Regions from separate parts of the Drosophila melanogaster genome. Here all the other regions are linked to region 1. The links are chromatin contacts, called in public Hi-C and targeted proximity ligation maps. All regions are on one chromosome and are shown on one strand. The core of a region is the stretch at or near the end of the contact, and the rest is flanking DNA. Distances in the headings are between cores, read along the strand shown.

Region 1 (3,937 bases), core at 113-2,612:
GACAAGATTATTTGAAAAGATTTTATCAGGTAACGTTTTTTTTTTTATTTTTTGTCAGAATCAATAGTCTAGCCAAAAAAAATAAATGCCAAAAATCTTTATCAAAGGTGTGGGCGCGCGATTTTTTGTCGGCTTGTAGGAGTGGAAATCTTTTTAAACATGATTGATTTTATTCATAAGTTTGCAACGCAGGTAAGAAAATATTTACGTACTCATATTATTAAGCATGTATTTTATAAGATATTTTGTCGGCCGTATGAACGTCGAGATTTCAGGAACTATAAAAGCTGCGTTGAGATTAAGCATACAGATTCTAGAGACACAGACGCAGCGCAAGTTTGGTTTGTCTTGCCAATTTCTAGACTATAGCATTCTCTGTTGTTTTTATGTTCAATTTATTTTCCTTCGCAGAGCATATTGTCATGCCCACAGTTTCGACATTTTTTTGGGGTCTTTTTATTTCACTGCTTGTTTTGTTAATTTCTATCAGTAATGCTGCGTTAATCGTAGCAAATCGTGGCCAAATCTTTTGATTTCGTTTTTAAGTCTGCTCTGGTTTTTGCAAAATGTTTGCTATTGGAATGTTTTGTAAACAGAAAACAGCTATTTAACTGTTTTCCAAACAATAGAGCAGCCACCTTCCTTACAGTTTTAATTCCGTTGTTCGCAATTACTTTTTTACTGGACATTGTCCATTTATGTAATTAAATTAAATAGCATTATTTACGATCAGCACGTTTGTCCCTCCTTTAAATTTATTAATGAATTCTTTTATATATTATACAAGTGTTTTACTTGCCTTATTCGTTTCACCAACAGTACGGCAACCTTCGCGATAACTTTTGGTGACGTCTTAATCGAAAATTGTTGCCGACGGCAAAATATCGTATGTCAAATCTGAGGTCAGAAAAAATTTTTCTAAAATAACTAAATGTCAGAATAATCTTGTAATGGTGTGGAATAAACATCAATAGACCACGTATTTCCCCTTAGTAAATAAAATCCTATTTGATAGAAAACAGGCATTTACTTTTCATTACGGCCATTCAAAAGTGCCCGTTTTATAAATAAAAAAATTCTTACGATTTTGCGATTTTAAATCGAAATCGTAAAGTTTTTACGAAATTTATTATCGGATCATGTTATCATGCGCCACAAGCCAAAAATTAAAAAAAAAAAATGTATTTGTTTTTCATTTTATTACTATATTTATGTATTGTGTATTCATATGCCTGAGGATTTGGAAATGTCTAATTTGTACTCCCGCTTGCTGAGTAACAATAGCTGAGTGCTATAGTACTATCTTTTGTTGTGTTTACTTTGACCTAAAGTTTATTTGTTTGTCATCGTGAATGTATATTAGTTGACTTCGCACACTGCAGTCCATAGAGATGCATGCTAAGCGTCAACCTTTAAATTGTGAAACTTAATAATTAAAATATTAAAATACTTTGTCATATTGACGTTCACGAACTTTTGTGTATTATTTTAATACGGAATCGACTTGGAAAATACCAGAGAGATACGATTTAGATAAAAAAAGGAAACACATTGAACCAGATGCCAGCAACAGTTGTATCATTCAGCCCGTAGTTGAAATTCAGTTCAAATTTATTATGCAGTTCGATTCATTATTGTTTTAACATCCCAATTACAAATTCGAGAGCAGATCAAAAGTGTTGCAGTACCCCTTAATAACAGATAAAGTAGCAAATCGAGTAAGAGAGAGCCGAATATCGACTCGACTCTCGCAGCTACTGCTTCACCAAAACTGAGCTTTTCTCCATGGCGCCGCCGATCAAAGGCGGCGAGTGCTAAGTAGTCGAATCTGAATCGTTCTTGTGAGTAGGCGCTTTGAAACCGTTAACGGAGACTGCGTATATACTCAATGTTATTTTATATTGCACTATAATAAAAACCACGTGACGCCCAATTCACCGCAAAAATCTGTTTTTGAAGTGCTGCTGTCAGACACCGCTTATTTGTCGGTGCCTGGCTTCCAAAATTAAATTACCAAAATTAAAATACCATAAATAAATAAGAAAGCGAAGGACAATGGCCACCAACCTGCAAAAGGTAAGAAAGGATATTCGAGACTGGTATCAGTGGCATCGCCTAACAATGCTTCACCAAGGTTTTAAAAGTTTGTGTTTCGCCAATTTTGCCCCTTACCTTTCGTACAATGCTCTGTTATTGTTGGGGCTTTACGCATTCAGATCGTTGCCCAATTTCGTATGTATGTTTTTATCTTTATATTGTAAAGGTATGTGAATGTTTGTACATATGTTTGTATGTTTGTACACATTTTTTAGCACGTGACGAAACTTGAACTTCAGTCTCGGTCGCCAGATGGTAAAGCTACTTACACGCACTTACAAACATTACAATGTTTATAAAGACTTCTTGTCATTTGCCTTGTCGTGTGTTAACGAAAGTATGGTTCATTGGCATGTTATCGCTAAATTAAGGTCTAGGTAGGAAGTATATTGTCTTTAAGTACCTGCCTTATAATCAACACAGCCTATTAAAAAATAAATGTTTTGCATTCCATTTTTCATTTTTGCGGTTCCACGTCGATTTTTAATCTCAGAAAATTTTTGTTATCGCCTCGTGGATCGCTCACTTATTCGTGCATTGCCGTTACCAATCTCCTTTATTGACTTATCAGTACTTTTTATACCCGTTACTCGTTGAGTAAAAGGGTATACTAGATTCGTTGAAAAGTATGCAACAGGCAGAAGGAAGCGTTTCCGACTATATGACGTATATATATTCTTGATCAATTTAATAGCCGAGTTGATATAGTCATGTCCGTCTGTGCGACGTCCGTATGAACGTCGAGATCTCCGGATCTCGGGAGATTGAGATTCAGCATACAGACTTAAGACATAAAGACGCAGCGCAAGTTTAATGACCCATATAGCTACGCCCACATTTTTGAACCATTTTTCGTTATTTTTTCATAGTTTTATTATTCATGTAAATTTCTATCGATTTGCCGTAACACATTTTGCCATGCCCTAACGCCCTAAAGCCGCCAAACCGTTCACGCGCACACTTTTGAAAAATTTTTAATTATTTTCTTATTTCATTCCCCAATATCTATCAATATCCCAGAAAAATTATGAAATTTCGCGTTCGCATTCACACTAGCTAAGTAACGGGTATCTGATAGTCGGGGAACTCGACTATAGCATTCTCTCTTGTTTATATTCCGATTTTGTATTGCGTGCGCCGCTTACTTAAAATTTAACCGTCCTGGCCTACAAGTTGTGCGATCGAATTACATAGTTTAGCTATACATTGTTACTAAGTAAGGTGGATTGTTGTCATTGCGCAGTTAACATCCCAATGACGGTAAGATCATATTTCCCACATTTAACTAAATTATCTTTATAAGTCCCTGTTATTGATATTGCGCAGCTACATGTACATACATACACATCTTACATTTCACATACCCACTTCCCGTAGAGTTCTATCGCCCTGTCGTATTTTTAACTTAACCGCAAATCCAACGTGGTTACACCAAGAATCGAGGGAGAACTTATTGGGAAAGTTAAATTATTGATGCAGCCGAAGAATTTTACTTACATATGTGTGCACAAATAGACAAAAAGTATTATATTTATCATGCTGATACATGGCAAAAATATATTGGCCAAGTACAATTTGGGGACCGATTATGTCCATGTGGCGCTAGTATGGTTAAAGCGAAGACAATAGACTAATGCGTTTCAATTACTTTGGCTAAAGTAGTGTAAAAGCAAAATGGGTTTAAGTTTTACTTATTCAATGTACCAGTACCAGTACCAGTTGCCAGTACATATTGGCAAATACTACAATATTTTTCTCAACTTTATTAACATGTAATGAATGTTATCACCGAGAAGTGAAGCTCGTGTTTAATAACCATCTTTTACCTGTTGCACTTCAT
Region 2 (3,785 bases), core at 858-3,357, 550 kb before region 1:
CTCGATGATTTTCTTCTATTCCTCAACTTCACTGAATTATTTCATCCTCACTTCGTTTCCACGAAACTCTACCAAAACAACAACTGGCGCCATGCTCATTTGAATACATACACAAAGGATTTTTACTCAATAACGGAACGATTTCCATGAATTTCATTACTCTTAACTCATTCTTAACATAACGGTTCAAAAACATAATTTCGGTTACATTCAAATACTGCGTTAGATCTACTCAATCTCCGACATACATATGTATATTAAGCCGATATAAAACACATGCGGTTTGAACACAGAATAAAAGCGGGAAAGATATATATCTTAATGTAAACACATAATTAATTTCTAATTTCTTTTACATCACAAGCAGCTAAACAGATATACATATATTTCATTTAAGTTCTATTACCACCAAATTATTTTTAAATAAGAGAGAACGCTTAAGCAAATTTGTTGGACATTGAGATACCGTTTACACAGCCAGAAGGAATGCAAAATATAAACAATGAAAACAAAAAGTTTTGGGTGTTGAATTGGTCGTGGCGAAATAGTTCAAGCATATCAATACAAATTATCAAGAAAAACAACTTAATTTTTTAAGATAAAGAACTTTTCAAAAGTATACGAACAGAAGGATTGGTAGCCGAAGACAAGAATATAAGCACGTTATAATGCCCGAAACGCTTCCTTCCGTTCCTTCTGACATAATTTTTTCCAAAACCATACACATAATCGTTCGAAATCACTACCATAAAACTTGTCTTTTCATTCCTCAAAAATAGCTAATAAATAAGCTTACTATCTCAAGACATTCCCTTAAATGCTGTTGTCATAAAAAACATTTGACCACGTTGGTTGCCTTGCCAACACTAATAAATTTTTGAATTTGGGCGCCGAGAGTATTTAAATCTTTTGGAAGCTGAAATTTTCCAACACCAAACAGGACTCGCAGAACTTTGTTCATCCAGGATCTTAAGCTCAAAACCAAAACGTATGCGAATTAAAATTGCTGCTATTTAATTATTTAAAAGAATAGTTTTTATTTTTTATTAATTAATATTTATTCGGCGACAGACTTCCTCACTTATACTATTACAAGACACTTTATTACTAGCTTATCTTTGATTTGAAGCTGTTCACGATCTCGTCCCGACTCAGACTGATCTTCTAAATCTTAATCCTAATCCACTCAACCTCGGCCAGAAGCTTTTCTTTAGGATTCTCTTAAGCTTTTTAATATGTTTAGGATAAAAGCTTTACACTGAAATTATTTCCCAGCATTGTGAAATTCAAATTTGCTGACTGACGCAGTTTGACTGAAGCGCAATAAGTTGACCATGGCTTGGTCTCCAAGTGGAAGTTGTGTTTACTTTAAGTTTGGTTATATATCGGGTGGCTAAGTGTTGGCGTCAAAAACAAGGGCAAAGGCAACGCTGCTGAGATTGGAGTTAGAAATTTGTTTAGCTTTTGGTAGAGTGCTATATTTATGGGTTGGATAACTTGCGTCACTACGTGGGGCATAAAAAATCTGTTGTCCCTTAACTCACTCCCCTACATCGAGTGATAAAGATAAATAGGAATTCCTAAAAGATTTAAGTATACAAAAATAAGTACGTTTTATATGGAATCTTTAAGAATTAGTTAAAAGTCGAGTGCCTGTAAAATTTCGTTATCTTATGGAATTTGTTATCAACCATGGCCCATGATCTTACCAAAGACACTAGAATATTCTAGTGTCTTTGCTCTTACAGTGTTACCTTAGCTTGTAGAATATTAAAAGTTAAGTCTCAATAAATTTAAAACGTGTTTTTAACGCAGCTCAGCACAAGATATTTCTTTTCGAAAGCTAGTAACAGCCAGATTCTACTGATCGTAGCGTTTGCCTTTTGAGTAAGAGACAACATGTAAGACAACATGTGATGTAATCCAAATTACGAAGTACAAAACGTATATAAAAATATTTATGTTTTCTGAGTTATCGAATTAGTGTAAAAGGGCTCTAAGAAATCCTACCAGTTCTTTGTGAATTTTGGTATATTTTCGAGGGAAATGATTATTTTCATGAGTCGTGAAACGGTCACACTTTTAAAAAGTAAAACTGCTGCTCGTCTGCTCTATCTCTGAGCGTTGTTCTGTCTCCATCTCTCTTTAGCAATCGTAAAAAATGATGGACTGAAAGTTAAAGTGCTGGAATTTGTTAGAAAAAGATAACACTATTTAAATATATATCTTGTATTATTCCAAACAATATATCGTTAAAATACGTTATCAATTCACGAATACAATTTTACACCACTCAAATCTTAACAATTTTATTGTGGAGCAGGCAGTGCGCAATTTATGGTGTGGTCCGGTTGCGTAAAAGGTAATTTTAATAATGAAAAAAATAACACATGTAGTGTAATATTGTATGATAAAAAAACAAATGTGCTAGACTCCAGTTTAGATACTAGAGTCTGTTAATGTAAAGAGCTGCTGCATTAAACGTTCGTCTGTGTATGTTTTGTGTCGCGTATGTACATATTTTTTGTCTCACCGTCGCCATTTTTAATCAGTCGTTTTCGCTGGGTTCCTATGGCACTATATTCATCTCTTTTTCTCTTTTATAGAATTAGCGTCGCGTGATGCAGTGTTGAAAAGCGCGACAGAGCTGCAGTAAATAAAAGGCCAACGTATGATAAAAGTTAATTTTTGAGCATACTCGAATTTTGGGGACCATGGAAGACCTTACCAAAAACATTATCTTCACAAATGCCATTAATGGGCAACCGGCCACAATTCAATACCAGACGGCGGATGGCACCATTCTTAAACAGCCCAAAATAGAGGGCCAAAAAACGGAGCAGCAGCCTACCTTCTATTACACGACAAATGTAAGTAGTTTACTTACTATATGTTATTGGTGCTGACTTTTCATATTGTCTTCACATAGGGCAATGGCGGTACCGTCAATCTCGCACAGCTGGCCACCACAGACGACAATAAGACGTGTTATATAGCCCAGCCCGTGGGCGGATACAATTACGCCCTGGTCAACGGAATGCCTCTCAATCAGGGTGCAGCTCTTGGCATCGCCACGGTAGACGCACAAGGCCGCATCCAGATTGTCAATCAAAATAAGCCAATTGCAGCTGTATGTAAAAGGAAGACTCGTTAAGCAAAGCCTAAAGATTTTCTTCTTTGCAGAACACCATATCCAACATAAGCTTTAAGTGTGACGTATGTTCAGATATGTTCCCTCATTTGGCACTTCTTAATGCTCATAAGCGGATGCATACAGACGGGGAACAGCAGCAACAACAGCAACATAACGCCCAAGCGGGCGGCGATTCTATTGCCGTGGTCAGCGCGCAGGGGCTTGTGCAGGCACAGAACATTATTGGAAATGGTCAGATGGGCCAGATACAGATTGTGTCTTCTGACACGCTGGAGCCGGTTCAGCAATCTGTAATGCAGCAGCAGCAACATGAGTCAAAGGCAAGCAAGTGCATAAATTGTGGAAGCTCTATGCTGCAGCAGTCCAAACGCAAAGGTCCAAAGCAGGTGCGCTGCGAGTCCTGCATGCAGGCTGAACAAACAGCGCAACAACAACAGCAGCTCTTCGTCGCCCAAGACGGTAGTTGTGAAAGATTACATTCTAAATGGACCATAACTAACTTCATCGCATCTTTTGCAGGTCAAATGGCGCATCCCGTGCAAATCATATCAACGACTCCTCAGGCCCAAGCACAACTTCAGCAAATTGTGGCTGCACAGACTGGCGGTACAACGCCAAAGCGAGAGGCGAG
Region 3 (3,683 bases), core at 758-3,257, 620 kb before region 1:
TTATACCGCACACCCTCCATAAATACACGTTCTTTACTTTTGCTTTTTAACGTGCTCATTGAGCAAAATTTAATGTTAGTCTAAATTAAAAAACTCGTTTTATTTAACTAATATACTAACCCTCAAATTCTTTTTTCCAAGCCAAAGATAATAAATAGCTTTTTTTTTAAATTTTCATCACCTAGACGCATAGTTATTTCTAATCGGGACAGATTGACAGAGAAATTGCTATTTTTGCTTAATTTTGTATTAAAAAGCGTTCTGTCCTTGATGGTGGAAGAATATTTGACATCCCAGTTTAACCATTTTAAGGGGCTAACGCTACAGTCAATATAATAGACGTTTTAAATTTTCCGAAACATCGATATTTATTGTAGACTATGGATGCTATTAGGATCATCGCTATTCGAATAACAAGAAGAAGACCTAGAACGCTAAAGGTATGCCGAAGAAATACAAAATCAAATACAAAATGTACATATATAAAAAGATATCCTTAAAATGCAACTGTTTGAACAGCTCTCACTGATTTTTAATTTTCTAATATAACCAGTTATACCAGTTTAAATCTAATTGATTTTATATTGTAATTTTATTATACGTTTTATATTTAATTTATTCTACATATTAAATTAAATGAATTTAATAATATTTAAATCTTTTTTCTTATATTTCAAGTGTAAATGATAATATTAATTTTATTTTAGAGAACATCGGAAAACTTCGATGTTACATCCACGATTTTTGTGAAAAACATCGATGTTTCGCGCTGAAACTACTACAATCTTTGAAATTAGATTCCAGAAAAAAAAAAAACAATTTATCCTATGACGATGAATTATGCGGATCTCGCCTATATAGATTCATATATTTCTTATTAAACTATTTCATTACGCTAAGAAATGAACAGTGTGGCATGTACATATATGCTGTTAAATATTTATATGAGTGGCTTTTATAAAATTAATTATTAATTATTATTCGGTTTTTTTTTTACGATTTTTTCGATATGTAAAGCGGACACACGAAATGAAAAGTAAATGCCTTTTTTCATATTAAAACAGAACTTATTTACTCAAGAGAAGAAATAGTTTACTCAGTGGTCTATTGATGCTTATTGCACATCATAACAAGATCATTCTGCCACTAATTTATTTAATAAAATTTTTATTGCTGACGCCACTTCAGATTTGACTAACAAAATTTTGATGTCGGCAACAAAAGTTTGGATTTGTCAAGGGGTCAAACATTGTTGGTGAAACGAAACAGGCATATAAAATATATAGAAGGAATTCATTAATTTATTTAAAGGAGAGCCAATAGTGTTGTTTGTAAATAATTCTATTTGATTTAATTACTTAAGTGGTCAAAGTGCCACAAAAAAGAAATTGCGGACATCGTAATTAAAACTATGAAATATGTGGCAGCTATGTTGTCTGGAACAGCTTAAACAGCTGTTTACCGCTGAATGCATATTGCGATATCCAAACTATAGAACAAATTTTCCAAAAGCAGAGCACCTAAAAAAGAAATCAAAAGATTTTGGCTAAATCGAATTCGAAAAAAATTACGATTATCAGATCATGAATGACTTTTCTTAAAAGGGAGCAAATTAATACTGAGTAAGTCCCACGGTAGTAAAGACTTAGGCAGAACGGTTCCTGAAAATTAAAATTATTAAATGGGGCAGGACTTTATCTTCCTTAAGGTTATATGTATCTTCAAAATTGTATCAACAAATTCGCTTAAATCACAAATTATTCCCATAGCGCATATTAACGTCTTGGAGTTGAACACTTCTCTCAGCGATTATTTGTATCTAGACATTTGTATGTAGTGCAATTTTATATATAATGTTTTTATATAATGTAAATATATGTATTACATAAATATTGCATTAAATCCTTATTAATACCAAATATTCAGACTTGGGACTATTTTGCTTCTCTTAAAAGATTAAGCTTATTGTGTAACTTAGTGTGGACGGTACATAATATTTAGTTTCTAAACTCTTAATTGCTATCAGTGGCAACGCTATTCAAGTAGCCATCTTTCTTTCTTTTCTCAACTATACGACCGCGTGGACGTAAGTTCAACGAGTTTTGTTGAATATTTCTTCATTATGACTTGAAAAAGATCTAATAAGCCTCTTTTTTATAGGGGATTATAAATAAAAATGACCAACTCAAAGGGCTATCGTCGCGGCACACGGGACATGTTTTCCCGTCCCTTCCGAAAGCATGGAGTTATTCCGTTGTCCACATACATGCGGGTTTTCAAGATCGGCGACATCGTTGACATTAAGGGACATGGTGCTGTACAGAAGGGTTTGCCCTATAAGGCATATCATGGCAAAACCGGGCGCATATTCAATGTGACTCAGCACGCCGTTGGTGTAATAGTAAACAAACGCGTAAGAGGCAAAATCCTTGCTAAGCGGGTCAATGTGCGCATTGAGCACATCCACCACTCCAAGTGCCGCGAAGATTTTTTGCGCCGCGTAAAGGAAAATGAGCGATTGCTGAAGGAGGCGAAGGAAAAGGGACAATGGGTCAGTCTGAAGCGCCAGCCGGAACAGCCGAAGAAGGCGCACTTTGTTAAGAAACTTGAAGAACCGATTGCTCTGGCCCCGATTCCATACGAATTCATTGCCTAAAGGCATTTTACTGCTCGGAAATTGTACGGAATGAAATAATATTTGATATAATTTCAGTAAACAAAAAAAATGTGCCCAATATAAACAGACTTTGTAATTTTCATTTTGCAATAAGGTCGGCGTCCAACTAAAGTTTTGATCAGCGACAACGTCTGCTTATTATTGAAAGGTTTTTATGTTCAAAGTCATTTGATACTAATTACCTACCATTTTGAGTAAAATGTTCTCGACTTGTTTATTTATAAACATTTATTCACTCAAACCACAGTAGCTCACAGATTGTTTCTCGCAGTTGCGAAATTGCTGCTAGACTAAGAAAGATAAAATCAAATCCGTCCTCAAGGCTACGGCGAATATTTGATTACATTTATGTCTGCGGACAGTGCTGGAGTAATATATACGTGAGGGCATTTCCAGACGAGCCAAGTCTTGACAATTGCTGCTGTGGTTTGGCCTTTTCTACATTTTGCATCAGGCTTGTGGCCTTTCAGTGCCACATACGCCAACCATATCGTGATCTCCGTCATGCTCTCCCATAGGTTGTTTTGAAGCTCTGAAGTTGATCGACATCCATCAAAACTAAAATTGTTTAATTTGTGTGCGTTAGCAAAAACAACGTCGTCTCAGATCGGAATTGAAAGATCAGCTGTATTTAATTGGTTTATGAAAGAATTTTTTCGTAATACTCCACCATTAAAATGTATCTGGACTACTTTCGTCCTCGATCCTGGTGTTAATTTTGGAGCTGATAGCTTTAGGTTTTCCAAGCCTCTCGTGGTCGTTGATGTACGGATACGGCCCAAACGGACCGTGCAATATATTAGCAGCTGGGTTGGGCTTACAAATTTCTGCAATAAGCCGCAGAGAGATGGCATTTCGTTGAAATGTAATCAAGCTCGGAAACTCAGTATATATGTATTAGTATTACAAATGTATTAAATGGACAATTTATTAAATATAAATATACTACACAGAAAAGATGCAGCATTGAAATAGCACATTATTTGGTTTTTATACACGTATACAC

The links. A called contact is a pair of places that touch in the nucleus more often than the background predicts.
Region 2: a targeted proximity ligation map of the Kc167 cell line shows a contact between it and region 1, with 6 times the contacts expected there. A contact is called at or near these places in 5 of 107 Hi-C or Micro-C datasets (the Clone 8 cell line, the Kc167 cell line, the S2 cell line and 1 more) and 1 of 7 datasets of targeted methods (the Kc167 cell line).
Region 3: a contact with region 1 is called in a Hi-C map of the Kc167 cell line, with 2.1 times the contacts expected there. A contact is called at or near these places in 4 of 107 Hi-C or Micro-C datasets (the Kc167 cell line, the PNm cell line, the S2 cell line and 1 more).

Annotation. Positions count from the first base shown.
Region 1 is chr2L:21,621,505-21,625,441 of dm6, reverse strand. It overlaps CG2201, which reads left to right and starts at 1,362. Exons shown (of 8, transcript NM_001299196.1): 1 at 1,362-2,076. The coding sequence starts at 2,056. lncRNA:CR43148 (long non-coding RNA:CR43148) reads right to left here and starts at 763. Exons shown (of 1, transcript NR_048035.1): 1 at 1-763.
Region 2 is chr2L:22,167,465-22,171,249 of dm6, reverse strand. It overlaps Clamp (Chromatin-linked adaptor for MSL proteins), which reads left to right and starts at 2,107. Exons shown (of 7, transcript NM_001014498.3): 1 at 2,107-2,362; 2 at 2,607-2,870; 3 at 2,930-3,130; 4 at 3,184-3,613; 5 at 3,674-3,785. The coding sequence starts at 2,715. lncRNA:CR44809 (long non-coding RNA:CR44809) reads right to left here and starts at 1,582. Exons shown (of 1, transcript NR_124437.1): 1 at 1,046-1,582.
Region 3 is chr2L:22,246,199-22,249,881 of dm6, reverse strand. It overlaps RpL21 (Ribosomal protein L21), which reads left to right and starts at 2,007. Exons shown (of 2, transcript NM_001299204.1): 1 at 2,007-2,086; 2 at 2,161-2,736. The coding sequence starts at 2,177. The coding sequence ends at 2,656. It overlaps Nubpl (NUBP iron-sulfur cluster assembly factor, mitochondrial), which reads right to left. Exons shown (of 2, transcript NM_001273759.1): 2 at 2,894-3,683. Tif-IA reads right to left here and starts at 6. Exons shown (of 6, transcript NM_176070.3): 1 at 1-6.